Linked DNA regions of Hordeum vulgare: region 1 is linked to region 2. Evidence: chromatin contacts called from public Hi-C data. All regions are on one chromosome and are shown on one strand. The core of a region is the stretch at or near the end of the contact, and the rest is flanking DNA. Distances in the headings are between cores, read along the strand shown.

What was found. A called contact is a pair of places that touch in the nucleus more often than the background predicts.
Region 1: a contact with region 2 is called in a Hi-C map of leaf, with 8 times the contacts expected there. The contact joins the promoter of LOC123449135 here to the promoter of LOC123449134 in region 2. A contact is called at or near these places in 3 of 6 Hi-C or Micro-C datasets (leaf and seedling) and 1 of 1 datasets of contacts at active chromatin or transcription factors (embryo).

What each region holds. Positions count from the first base shown.
Region 1 is chr4H:497,723,142-497,730,166 of MorexV3_pseudomolecules_assembly, reverse strand. It overlaps LOC123449135 (zinc finger CCCH domain-containing protein 15), which reads right to left and starts at 1,644. Exons shown (of 2, transcript XM_045126233.1): 1 at 667-1,644. The coding sequence starts at 1,530.
Region 2 is chr4H:497,318,912-497,325,998 of MorexV3_pseudomolecules_assembly, reverse strand. It overlaps LOC123449134, which reads right to left and starts at 3,499. Exons shown (of 1, transcript XM_045126232.1): 1 at 1,691-3,499. The coding sequence starts at 2,838. The coding sequence ends at 1,852. It overlaps LOC123449133 (homeobox-leucine zipper protein ROC6-like), which reads right to left. Exons shown (of 3, transcript XM_045126231.1): 1 at 6,549-7,087; 2 at 6,365-6,466; 3 at 5,633-6,256. The coding sequence starts at 6,920. The coding sequence ends at 5,753.

The DNA of each region.
Region 1 (7,025 bases), core at 395-2,894, 410 kb before region 2:
GGAGGAATTCGCAATATTTCCAGAATTATAAGTCTTGTGCAAGTACTAATGTTTTTCAATAGTCCATGGTTCGAACTCAAACAATCATGGTTCCAAGTTACATTTCAATTATTAAGCAGCCATGCATGGTACTATCTGAACTAATATTTCAACTAAAAACATTCATATCGCGCAGCTAAATACAGATATGAAAACGAATTTATAAGAACTCACATATCAAATTGTATCTACTTGGACTTGACATTCTAAATGTAACGCAGTGCTGCATGCTATATGGGCCATATGGCTGACGCTTGAACCAACAAATCATTCAGCTAGTCCAAAAAAAAAACAATCAGCTAGTATGGACACAGAAATTTGTTTCCACCACACTGCCATGGATCCATAATCATATGGTGCTTTATGTAATATAGGGCAAGTTCATATTTATCTGGGCTGAATCTGCAATATTTCCAGAATTAAACTCGTGTGCAAGTGCTAATGTTTCAATAGTTCATGGCTCAAACTCAAACAATCATGGTTCCTTGTTTCATCTCTCTGTATATATATGACAAACTGTTAGCCTAGCTAAGCAAATAACCTAGATTTTCAGTACGACAAACTTATTGATTGCATAGATGAGTAGGCATAATTATCAGCACAAAATCAGAACAAATTGCAGGGTACCTTTAATGCGCAATGCTCGCAGAAATAATGCTTGCATTTTGTGACCACCGGGTCAACAAAGGGTTCCCTGCATATGAAGCAGGCAAAGGGCAGTGCCTCCTCGTCGTCGCTGTCTTCCTCTTCTGCCTCGCCATCACTACCATCCAACTCACGCATCGCTATGCGCCGTTTGCGGGCTTTCTCGGCCTCGTCCCACTCCCTCTCGAGCTGCCACCCAGACTTGTAGTCACCTCTGTCGTGCATGAACTTGCAGGAATCGCCGTAGCCACAATAGCCGGTCTCCTTATAATCCTTGCAGATGTCGGGTTGGTAGTCGAACCGCGTCGAGAGACGTATGTGCGCTGACGCCCGCAGGGGGCCGTGCGCGCCACCAGCCTTCTCTCCGGAAACCGTGTGCTCCCGCCGGAAGCCGGCCTTGTGATCCGTGTAGCCGTGGATCCCCTTGTAGAGCTCCCCGGTGGAGGAGGAGGCCGAGGGGTTCTTCTTGAGGGACTCCTCGGCCTGCTTGAGCTGTCGCTCGCGGATGGCGCGCGCATCACGGTCGTACGCAGTCTCCGTCTCCAGCGTCGCAGTGGCGCGGCTGTCGGTGGAGGACTGAATCGTCCTGGACGACTCGAACTGGAAACGGCGGGGCTCGTGTGAGTTGTCGGCGGAGGAGAAGAAGAGCTTGCTGGTAGTAGACGGCGGCTTCTTAGATCGCGCCGCAGCGATGGCCCCGGAATCGTCGCCGCCGCTACCTTCTTCGTCGTCGGAGCCGACGGACGCGGCGGGACGCTTCCGAATATTCTTCGGCGGCTTCCGAACAAAGTTGCACACCGGCTCCGAGCCGCCGGCCCCGGGCTCGCCGGCGCCGCCGTCGGACATGGGGGTAGGGTTAGTGGGTGGGGGGGGGGAGGGGTATGGATCGAATCGAAGAAGAGACGGGCCCGTCTTGTTCCGGCTCGTCCCTGGGCAGTGGACCCGTCGTTCCAAAGCTTGCTTGTAGTCGGCTCAGGCTCATGGCCAGGGACAAAAGTGAACACCGATAGAAATTGAGTCGGGCTACACCGGTCCAAGTAAGCCGCGTTCAACTGGGTCTCTACTGGGCCAAGTGAGCCGTGCTCAACTGGATATCTAGTGGGCCAAGTGAGCCGTGTTCAACTGAGTCTCTGATGGGCTGGTGCAGCGTGCTTACATGGTTTGTAAGCTTGTGAAAATTGACCAGTTCAATTCTCTCTCAAAGACTATCTTATTTTTTCAAACAGAAATATATTGTTCATCCGTTCATCAGTTTTGTCCACTCATGGAGCTCTCTTGTCCTTCTTGGTTGTACTCTTCTCCAACATGAATCTTCTCTGGTAGTTTCTTTGCTTTAGGAACATTTGACATTTCGCTCTCTTAGTTTTTTTTTTTTGGAGAGAAGGGTTTGCATGCATCGATAATTCATTGATCGTGTGCATGATGCACATATATAGATACATGGTGGACCGGCCTCTGCTTGTCTTTCAAGACATACACATATACGGAAGGGGGAGAGGAGGTAGGATGGTACAAATACAAGACCCTAGTCATATACACGTACACAAGACAATGTAAGTTCAACCCCCTCCCCCCCCCCCGCCCCCGAGTCGAAGCGTCAACGAAGACGTAGAGACTGGACAGAAACTCCTCAAAGACAGATGTCGGTAGTCCCTTGGTCATAACATCAGCGAACTGCTCAGCGGTTGGTACGTGAAGAACCTGAACACGTCCAAGGGCCACCTGTTCACGAACGAAGTGAATGTCGAGCGCAATCTGCTTTTTCGTCAATGCTGATAGGATTGGCGGATAGCTAGACGGCGGAGACGTTGTTGTAGTAGACGATCGTTGCCTTGTGAATATCACAAAGCAACTCCTGGAGCAACTGGGGAAGCTAGGAACACTCAGCCACAATATTAGCCACGTCACGATACTCCCGCTCAACAATCGAGCGAGACACCATGGGTTGTCGCTTGGACAACCACGAAATCAGCGAGGGCCCGAGGTAGACACAGTAGCCTAATGTAGAACGACGCGTGTTTGGACAACCATTCCAGTCGGCATCGGAGTAGGCAACAATGTGGTGTTGGGGAACGTCGCATGGGAAACAAAAAATTTCCTACGCGCACGAAGACCTATGATGGTGATGTCCATCTACGAGAGGGGATGAGTGATCTACGTACCCTTGTAGACCGTACAGCAGAAGCGTTAGAGAACGCGGTTGATGTAGTGGAACGTCCTCACGTCCCTCGATCCGCCCCGCGAACAATCCCGCGATCAGTCCCGCTATCTAGTACCGAACGGACGGCACCTCCGCGTTCAGCACACGTACAGCTCGACGATGATCTCGGCCTTCTTGATCCAGCAAGAGAGACGGAGAGGTAGAAGAGTTCTCCGACAGCGTGACGGCGCTCCGGAGGTTGGTGATGACCTTGTCTCAGCACGGCTCCGCCCGAGCTCCGCAGAAACGCGATCTAGAGGAAAAATCGTGGAGATATGTGGTCGGGCTGCCGTGAAAAAGTCGTCTCAAATCAGCCCTAAAACCTCCGTATATATAGGTGGGAGGGAGGGGGCCTTGCCTTGGGGCTCAAGGAGCCCCAAGGGGGTCGGCCGAGTCCAAGGGGGAGGACTCTCCCCCCCCCCCCCCCAAACCGAGTTGGACTAGGTTTGGTGGGAGGGAGTCCCCCTTCCTTACCACCTCCTCCTTTTTTTTTCTTTCTCTCTTGATTTTCTTCTCCTTGGCGCATAGGGCACTTGTGGGCTGTCCCACCAGCCCACTAAGGGCTGGTGTGTCTCCCCCAAGGCCTATGGGCTTCCCCGGGGTGGGTTGCCCCCCCCGGTGAACTCCCGGAACCCATTCGTCATTCCCGGTACATTCCCGGTAACTCCGAAAACCTTCCGGTAATCAAATGAGGTCATCCTATATATCAATCTTCGTTTCCGGACCATTCCGGAAACCCTCGTGACGTCCGTGATCTCATCCGGGACTCCGAACAACATTCGGTAACCAACCATATAACTCAAATACGCATAAAACAACGTCGAACCTTAAGTGTGCAGACCCTGCGAGTTCGAGAACTATGTAGACATGACCCGAGAGACTCCTCGGTCAATATCCAATAGCGGGACCTGGATGCCCATATTGGATCCTACATATTCTACGAAGATCTTATCGTTTGAACCTCAGTGCCAAGGATTCGTATAATCCCGTATGTCATTCCCTTTGTCCTTCGGTATGTTACTTGCCCGAGATTCGATCGTCAGTATCCGCATACCTATTTCAATCTCGTTCACCGGCAAGTCTCTTTACTTGTTTCGTAATACAAGATCCCGCAACTTACACTAAGTTACATTGCTTGCAAGGCTTGTGTGTGATGTTGTATTACCGAGTGGGCCCCGAGATACCTCTCCGTCACACGGAGTGACAAATCCCAGTCTTGATCCATACTAACTCAACTAACACCTTCGGAGATACCTGTAGAGCATCTTTATAGTCACCCAGTTACGTTGCGACGTTTGATACACACAAAGCATTCCTCCGGTGTCAGTGAGTTATATGATCTCATGGTCATAGGAATAAATACTTGACACGCAGAAAACAGTAGCAACAAAATGACACGATCAACATGCTACGTCTATTAGTTTGGGTCTAGTCCATCACATGATTCTCCCAATGACGTCATCCAGTTATCAAGCAACAACACCTTGTTCATAATCAGAAGACACTGACTATCATTGACCAACTGGCTAGCCAACTAGAGGCATGCTAGGGACGGTGTTTTGTCTATGTATCCACACATGTAAATGAGTCTTCATTCAATACAATTATAGCATGGATAATAAACTATTATCTTGATACAGGAATTATAATAATAACCATATTTATTATTGCCTCTAGGGCATAATTCCAACAGTCTCCCACTTGCACTAGAGTCAATAATCCAGCCCTCACATCACCATGTGAATTACATTGTAATAAATCTAACACCCATACAGTTCTGGTGTCGATCATGTTTTGGCCGTGGAAGAGGTTTAGTCAGCGGGTCTGCTACATTCAGATCCGTGTGCACTTTGCATATATTTACGTCCTCTTCCTCGACGTAGTCGCGGATGAGGTTGAAGCGTCGTTTGATGTGTCTGGTCTTCTTGTGAAACCGTGGTTCCTTTGCTAAGGCAATGGCACCCGTGTTGTCACAGAACAAGGTTATTGGATCCAGTGCACTTGGCACCACTCCAAGATCCGTCATGAACTGCTTCATCCAGACACCCTCCTTAGCCGCCTCCGAGGCAGCCATGTACTCCGCTTCACATGTAGAATCTGCTACGACGCTTTGCTTGGAACTGCACCAGCTTACTGCACCCCCATTAAGAATAAATACGTATCCGGTTTGCGACTTAGAGTCGTCCGGATCTGTGTCAAAGCTTGCATCGACGTAACCTTTTACGGCGAGCTCTTCGTCACCTCCATACACGAGAAACATCTCCTTAGTCCTTTTCAGGTACTTCAGGATATTCTTGACCGCTGTCCAGTGATCCACTCCTGGATTACTCTGGAACCTACCTGCCATACTTATGGCCAGGCTAACATCCGGTCTAGTGCACAGCATCGCATACATGATAGAACCTATGGCTGAAGCATAGGGGACGGAGCGCATATGCTCTCTATCTTCATCAGTTGCTGGGCACTGAGTCTTACTCAATCTCGTACCTTGTAAAACTGGCAAGAACCCTTTCTTGGACTGTTCCATTTTGAACCTCTTCAAAACTTTATCAAGGTATGTGCTTTGTGAAAGTCCTATCAGGCGTTTTGATCTATCCCTATAGATCTTAATGCCTAGAATGTAAGCAGCTTCTCCTAGGTCCTTCATAGAGAAACTTTTATTCAAGTAACCTTTTATGCTCTCCAAAAATTCTACGTTGTTTCCAGTCAGTAATATGTCATCCACATATAATATTAGAAACGCCACAGAGCTCCCACTCACTTTCTTGTAAATACAAGATTCTCCAACCACTTGTATAAACCCAAATGCTTTGATCACCTCATCAAAGCGTTTGTTCCAACTCCGAGATGCTTGCACCAGTCCATAAATGGATCGCTGGAGCTTGCACACCTTGTTAGCATTCTTAGGATCGACAAAACCTTCGGGTTGCATCATATACAACTCTTCCTTAAGGAAACCGTTAAGGAACGCCGTTTTGACATCCATCTGCCAGATTTCATAATCGAAAAATGCAGCTATTGCTAACATGATTCTGACGGACTTAAGCATCGCTACGGGTGAGAAAGTCTCATCGTAGTCAACTCCTGGAACTTGTGAAAAACCCTATGCCACAAGTCGAGCTTTATAAACGGTCACATTACCGTCAGCGTCCGTCTTCTTCTTAAAGATCCATTTATTCTGAATAGCTTGCGGCCCTCAGGTAGTATCTCCAAAGTCCACACTTTGTTCTCATACATGGATCCTATCTCGGATTTCATGGCTTCTAGCCATTTGTTGGAATCTGGGCCCACCATTGCTTCTTCATAATTTGCAGATTCATTGTTGTCCAACAACATGATTGATAATACGGGATTATCGTACCACTCTGGAGCAGCGCGTGATCTCGTCGACCTGCGTGGTTCAACAGAAACTTGAACTGGAGTTTCATGATCATCATCATTAACTTCCTCCTCAACCGGCGTCGCAACGACAGAGGTTTCCCCTTGCCCTGCGCCACCATCCAGAGGGATGAGAGGTTCGACAACCTCGTCAAGTTCTATCTTCCTCCCACTCAATTCTCTCGAGAGAAACTCCTTCTCGAGAAAAGCTCCGTTCTTAGCAACAAACACTTTGCCCTCGGATTTGAGATAGAAGGTGTACCCAACTGTCTCTTTTGGGTAACCTATGAAGACGCACTTTTCCGCTTTGGGTTCCAGCTTTTCAGGCTGAAGCTTTTTGACATAAGCATCACATCCCCAAACTTTAGGAAACGACAACTTTGGCCTCTTGCTATACCACAGTTCGTATGGTGTCGTCTCAACGGATTTTGATGGTGCCCTATTTAAAGTGAATGCAGCTGTTTCTAATGCATAACCCCAAAATGATAACGACAAATCAGTAAGAGACATCACAGATCGCACCATCTCTAATAAAGTACGATTGACGTTCGGACACACCATTACGCTGTGGTGTTCCAGGCGGTGTTAACTGTGAAACAATTCCACATTGTCTTAAGTGAGCACCAAACTCGAAACTCAGATATTCACCCCCACGATCAGACCGTAGGAACTTGATCTTCTTGTTACGATGATTTTCCACTTCACTCTGAAATTGCTTGAACTTTTCAAATGTTTCAGACTTGTGCTTCATCAAGTAGACATA
Region 2 (7,087 bases), core at 2,250-4,749:
GTGGCCGTGGGGCACGGGCACCCAACAAAACGTCCTCGCTTCCAAACGTTCCCAGAGTTCAGTGATGGAGCTTTTCATCATACCACAGCATATAAATATGGGGACTCTCGTTGACCACGTAGCAAATACAGTAGTAGCGTGGATAACATCGCCTCTCCGCCTTCATGCTACGGCCGACCGTCGTTGTCCGCCCGTCTACCGCGCGCGAAGAGCTGGTCAAAACGCGCTTCTCAAATACTGTACGTATCATATGCGAATACGCGCGTCTTAATTCGACCTGCAGTATAGCTAGTAGGAGCAAAGGTTATGTCTTATGTGTACGCATGCGGCCAGCCAGCAACAGCGACAGAAAAGGGCAAAGAACCGGTGGATATACAGTACGTGATTCATAAACTATGTACATCGCGTACACGCAGGTCAGAGAGAGACAGTGACAGGCCCCCGCCGTGGCTCTGCACATTCCAATTGCATTCACGTGCGCCACCAGTCCACGCTCCGATCGGCCTCAGCCCCAACGTATACCCCTACGGTCATTGCTCATGCTCAACGGAGTTAAGGCCAAATCGGCCATGTGATGTGAGCATTATGCACCTCCAACTTACTCCTCCTACTTTATACCAAGACAGATTGATCACCCCCGAGCAGTTGAGAGCTTTAGGTGCACATGCTGAAAAGAGAGCTGTGCGTTGCATGCCTACCATGGGGCGGGAGTTGGAAGACAAGGATATGACACGCACGATTGGATTGGACGGACCTGGCCCCGGAAAGTGACGCGACATTTGTGTTATCCTTAAGCTTTGCTTGCTTCCAACGCACGAAAAACCCATTGATCTGTGCAACAAACTTGACCGAGGACCCATTCCGGTCTGCTTGTGGTCCGATCGCGGATCGCCCCTACCAAATCATCCTCCAGGCCGGAGCAAGGATGGCCGCATCTGCATGCCACTGCCCTTTTCTCTCCAGCAATCGCACTCGATGATGATGATGATGATGAGAGCGAAAGGAACTTGTTCAAGAAACAAGGCTAATAAGATTCGAAGAAATGGAGTATATGAAACCAGGTCAAAGTCTCCGGTTCACGGAGACTCTATCTCTATGCATAGGGCCACATACTATGTGACAAGTACTGGTAGTACATATAATGTCATTTTATTTTATTTTCACCCATTGACAAGTTCTTTCATAAACATTTTGGGTGCGGTCCTCGGTGGCTCCGCGCGCGGGTGCGGCAAATTTTTGGGCTCATTCCCAACTGGGTGAGACACCAGGTGAATGCTCCAACCACTTCTTCCTCCGGAACTTATTAACTGATGATGACCACACGAACAAGGAGAGAACTGAAGACAACAACTGTCAGAGATTGCAGGAAGCCTCCAAGAAGTGGCTTCCAGAAGCCGCCAGCGGTTAGGTCAGGGCCCGATCACTGTGGACAAGCAAGCCAACGGACGACATTGCTGTTGCTGGCTTGTCCTCTTCGCCTTTCTTAACTCCAGCCGACGATCCATCCATCGATCCACACGCACTAATGCATGCGGCGAAATTCAAATCACCACCAACTAAAGCGCAGTACAGCCTTCTCCTTTTTTCTTCTCTCCCCGATTTTCGCAATGCGATCGACAGAAAGATATGGAAAATGCTGGGCCAAATTTCTGAAGATCCATCGACGAAAAAGAAAAGAAACCCAGAGGAGTGGCTTCAAGGGGAATTTTTGCAGAATTCTTTCCATTTTGTGCATTGTAAATTTGTACATCAAAGCGAACCAAAGGTGAACTAAGAAATGGATGGAGGAGGAGGGAGTTTGTTTCTCTTTCTTGTTTTTTCTCTACATTCATTGAGCAAGAATTAGGGCGATCAAACGATGGTGTGGCAGAGGCTGGATTTCCACTGCGACTGCCGCGACTCCACCCACGCCAAGAATCTGTACACCTTGCCGAAGACGCAGAGGAAGACGAGGCCGGCGACCAGGCTGTAGGCCGCCACCCCGACGGCGCCGCCCTCCGCGGCCACCCAGCCGACGAGGTACACGGCGTCGGCCGCCACCAACACCCACCCGACGCCCTCCAGCGCCGACCGCGTCCACGCGCTCAGCCGCTCCTCGCCGTAAATCCGGCACACCATCCTGGAGCAGAGCGCGAAGATGATGGCCAGCGCCGTCTTGGACAGGCCCCGGTACCGCATGGCCGTGCCGCCGACGACCAGCGGCTCCATGCGGCAGAGGCACGACGCGCACTCCCCGGAGAAGCGGGACCAGCGGAGCGCCTCCAGCCCCGTGTAGTAGGGCAGCACGACGGCGTCCAGGTAGAGGCTGGCGTGCAGCACCCCGGACACCGTGGAGGCCTCCAGCACCGCGTACCGGATGTCGCCGTCGGCCTCGTTCCGGAACGCCAGCGCCGACGCCTGCAGCAGCAGCAGCAATGCCGGGCCGAGCTGCGCGAGCGGGAACACGGCGTTCACGCGCTGCCCCTTGGCCAGCGCCAGCAGCACCAGCGGGAGCAGGAAGGGCCCGGACGGGACGAGGTACTTCCTCTTGACGCCCCTGACGCCCGCGGCGCCGCTCCGGGCAAGGTCCAGCACGGCGAAGGCCAGCGCGGCGACGAAGCAGTAGGCCGCGAAGGCGGCCACCAGCGCGCCGACGGCCGGGTGGTAGTCGCCGGGGTAGGAGCTGTCGCAGTAGTAGTGGTAGGGGCAGGTGACGAAGTCCGTGGTCTCCTCCAGCTGCCACCGCGTGCACTTGAGTATCTGCCTCGTCACGGCGTCGCCGCCCACCTGCAGCTGCTGCAGCTGCGGCGTCCACGCCGACCGGCCGAGGAGCGGCGACAGCATCTGATCATACGACATGGCAGCGTCTAGCTACCTACCTAGCACGCACGCCGGCGTCCGTCACCCGGCCGACGCCGACGCAGCGCCTGCTCTGCTCCTTCGTCTTGGACTTGTTGTCGTGTCAGCCAATATGCATTCCAGCATTTGGTGGCCTAATGATGGCTTGCTTTCAGAGGCAACTCCTCCTCCTCCTCCTCCTCTTACACCCTTTTTCTCTTCCCCCTCTCGGATGGATGGATGGACGGATGGATGTGTGTTTGTGTGCTGGAGTTGTTGCTTGTAGAAGAAATGAGGGAGTTGGAACTCAGAAAGAAACCGGATAGGGAAGGTTTAACTGGAGCCTCCTGAGAAACTTGCCATGCTTGCCCCTGATCTGAAATTTTAAATGGTCTCAAGAAAGAAAGATGTAGTAGTATGAGATGATGATATCATCAGCAAGGCTTTTGTGGCGGGGGCGTTTTGGTCATGTGGAGGTGATGGTTTGCTGTCACGGTGGTTGGGTCGAGGGAGAGAGTAGGCGGGGCTGATGGAGGGAAGGATTGTTTGACTTCCTTTGTACAATACAGCCCTGGTTGGTAGGCGAGCAACGAAGGACCAAGACAGACATCTGCTACGTTGTATGTTGTATATATATAATTTGGTGTACGTCCTAGTTCCTGTCTGTTAGCGGTAGTTAAAGTTTGTTGGGGGCTCGATAGCATTTGATTTTCTTTTCTTTTCTTTTCTTCAAAGTAGGCAGTTTGTTGGGGTGGTTTGGTGAGAATATGGGGCTCCTTCAGCATTAGTGTTAGTAGTTTACATGCATCATTGGCCATGCATGCATGATCAGCAATCGATTTAGCATCCAGCTACCTCGTCTTGCATTGCATGCACACGTTAGCTTTTTTCTTTTTCTTTTTGACCTTATAGTTCTTCATCGGCTTATACTCCCTCCCTCCGTCTGGAAATACTTGTCCTAGAAATAGATGTATCTAGACTCATTTTAGTTATAGATACATCTATTTTATACATTTTTAGGACAAGTATTTTCGGACGGAGGGAGTACAGCTTCTTCGTCATCCAGGAGAAATGGTTTATTTACATTACACGGGGCAGAGAAATGATGGTGCTATCATTCAGGACGCCATGGCAATGGCATCATCGACCAGGATCATTATATGTAAAAAAGAAAGGCATCATGAGGATATATCTTTTATCCACCGGTGTGCAGGACGACTTATTTGTCTGTGCTGGAATTATTTGGCGGTAGGTGTCCACAACTCACAGAGCCAGGTAGGCCATGATCTTCCCTTTCTTTACATGAGGAACGAGGACGGTCGTGGTGTCCCAGTCTATTGTTTGTGCTCTCCATGTCTCTGCTGAATCTACTGCTGCGTGCTGGTAAAACCTTTTCTTTCTTCAAAGCGGTCTTGTAAGGCAGCGCTGAACGGAGGCTACGATAAACGGAGTAGATATATCTCCATAGGTCACCAACCAACTCCTCAATTGGATGGATATCGTCGTGAGGGCAGAGCACAGCATGCGGCATGCATCATGTGGAAGGGTGCCGCTGCTTGTTTTAATATTCACCACCCTACGGCTACAGTGCAGCTTTGTTCCTCGTCTTCTTGCCAAACATGTGCTGATGCGCCAGCGAAACGGATAAATATAGGCTAGGAACGGCAGCTGCTCAGGATGTTGCACAAAGCTTTTAGATAATATAATCTGTGCGTCCAGGCTTCAAACAACACTGCGTTGGCTGCAAGGAGCAGTGATCCAAAACTTGGCGCAAGCCCAAAAAAAATTGGGAAAAGCTTTAAAAGAAAATTGGGGGAAAAACATAGGACCCTGTCTCTGAGAACGACTGCATGTGTATTGTGAAACATGTTGCTTGTGAAAGCCGTGGAGCCAACCGGAGAATGTTTCAACATCAGAAGAGTCGGCTAGCTGCTGCTTCTTCTTCTTCTTTTAGTCCATCGTCAATTGGCCAGGTCTGCTCTGCATCATGCTGCAGTGGCAAGCAACCTGTGGCACGAGCTATGTGCGCACGGCGCAGCAGCCAGCCTTGGCGGGTCAATATCTGCTACGGGGAGACGCCCTTTTGGACGAGCGAGTGATCCGGGAAAAATTTACCTGTCCGTCCGAGATCACGACATTCTGGTGCCGCGAAAGCCTTTTAGATTTTCAAGTACTGACAGACGGTATTGATTAGGATGTCTGCCTGGCTAACAACCGTAAGGTGTGAGTACCTTGCAGTTAGGCCGTATTCATTCAAAAGATAACACAAGATGCTCAAGGGGGCCGGGTCTGAGAAGAAGAGCGTCTCTCTCTCTCCGGATTTCTGCTAGCGAGGACGCCGTTTTGGTAAACCTATTTCATGATGGTCATGTCCATGTGTAGAATTGTCGAGTATTTTCTCTGCCACTCCTGCACTAGGGTCAAAGGTAGGAAGCGCAATTGCCTCTGCTCTGCAGGCATGGCGAAAGTGCCGTGGCCTTTCCGGGTCGGCAATGACGGGAGGGGATCGACAAGACGACGCATCATCTACAGGGAAGATGGTGAGCCCTGAAAGATACGTCCACTTTTTGATGCGTTATTGGGGGCAGGTGAATCCCAATTCCCAAGGGCCTACCGTGCATGTACGTGGTACAGCTTTCGCGCCAAATCAGGGACGCTGATCTAACGGATGAAAGCAACGCCGGCACAAGGCTTGAACCGTTGAGGCAGCAACCGGAGGCCCTACGGTGACTGGTGAGAGGGTTTGTCTGGTAGGAGTAGGAGGAGCATGATGCACTTTGGAGTTAATTGCAAAAGACTACCGCAATTCGTGTCGTATTTATAAGTTGGTGTTATCTTTCAATTTTTTTTAAATACGTACCAAGATACATGCCGTATTTTGCAGATTCTGTATTTATATGTATAGATGCTTTTTCTGACACATATGATCCACCGGTCAGTCTCTTATAGGAAAAACCGGTCCGGACCGCTTGAAAAACCGACTCTCTCTCTCTCCATCCGGACCGGACAGGCAAAAAAAAAAACCGACGTGCTCTTCCTCTTCTGTCGGTGCTGTACAAGTGGTCCAGGGCCGCGCGCCTCCTCGGCCGCCCCGCCCCGCCCATCCCCGACCTGCAGCCGGCGGCCGACGAGCTCGCCGCGCTGGTCCGCTCCGGCCTCGCCGGCCTGGCCTCCGCCTTCCGCCGCGTCGCGCAGGGCCAGCCGGGGTCCAGCCGCGTCTTGGCCTGCCTCGCCGCCTCCGCCGCCTGCAGCGCCTCCAGCTCCCGCCGCTAGTGTGCGTTGATGAGCCCGGTGAAGTAGGCCGAGTCGGCGTGCGTGGGCAGCTGCGCGACACGTCCACGATGGCCCACAGCCCGTCGGCGTGCTGCTTGCAGAAGCGCAGGAACGTCACCTCCCTGATCGGCACCAGCGGCGACAGCACCTGCAGCTCCGCGCGCATCTGCACGTACACATGGTCACCAGGGTGTCAGTACGTAGCCGGAGCGAGCGAGATCAAGTTAGGCTGGTCGCGAGGTGGAGCTAGGATGAAACGGGAGTGCATGATCACCAGTTGGATTGAGCCGCTGCGGGTGCCGCCCATGCCGCTCGAGATGATCTCCATCGTGCTCGCCCTCGCCACCACGCACGGGAACATCTCCGACCACCGAGCCTGCAGCATTGCACCGATCAGCTCTTGTGTTTCTGCATGATGCACCGCGCTAAGTATATAGTATGTTGATGACAATGGGCACCTCGTTCATGAGGCTGTTGACGAGGTCGACGCTGTTGATGATGGCGATGCCGACCTCGCGGGTGGCCTCGGAGACGTAGCCGGCGGGGCTAGGGCCGAGCACGCGGGCGAAGGCGCGCCGGTACTCGTCGTAGTTGAGCGTCTCAATCCCAATCTCCAGGCTGGGCTGCCACAGCGGGTCGTCCACCTGCGTCACCTTCACCAGCTCCTCCATTGCGGCCAGCCCGAGCTCGAGCAGCGCGTCGCGGTCGATGGAGACGCCTTCGCCTCCGAGGCCGTCGTCCAGGCCGCCGCCCATCATGCCAGCGGGCAGGCGCATGGCCGCCGAGCCGCCGCCCATGAGGTCGGGGATGGACTGCATTCCCATTCCCATGAAGCCGTTGTTGCTGCCGACAGCGAGGTCGAGGCCGGAGCAGAGCGACGGCGGCAGGCTCAGCGGCGATGAGATGGCGGATACGGGGCGACGACGGCAGACTCGCCGCGCTGGTCCGCTCCGTCCTCGCCGACCCCCTCCTGCAGGCCGGCGCGGGAGGCGCCGCC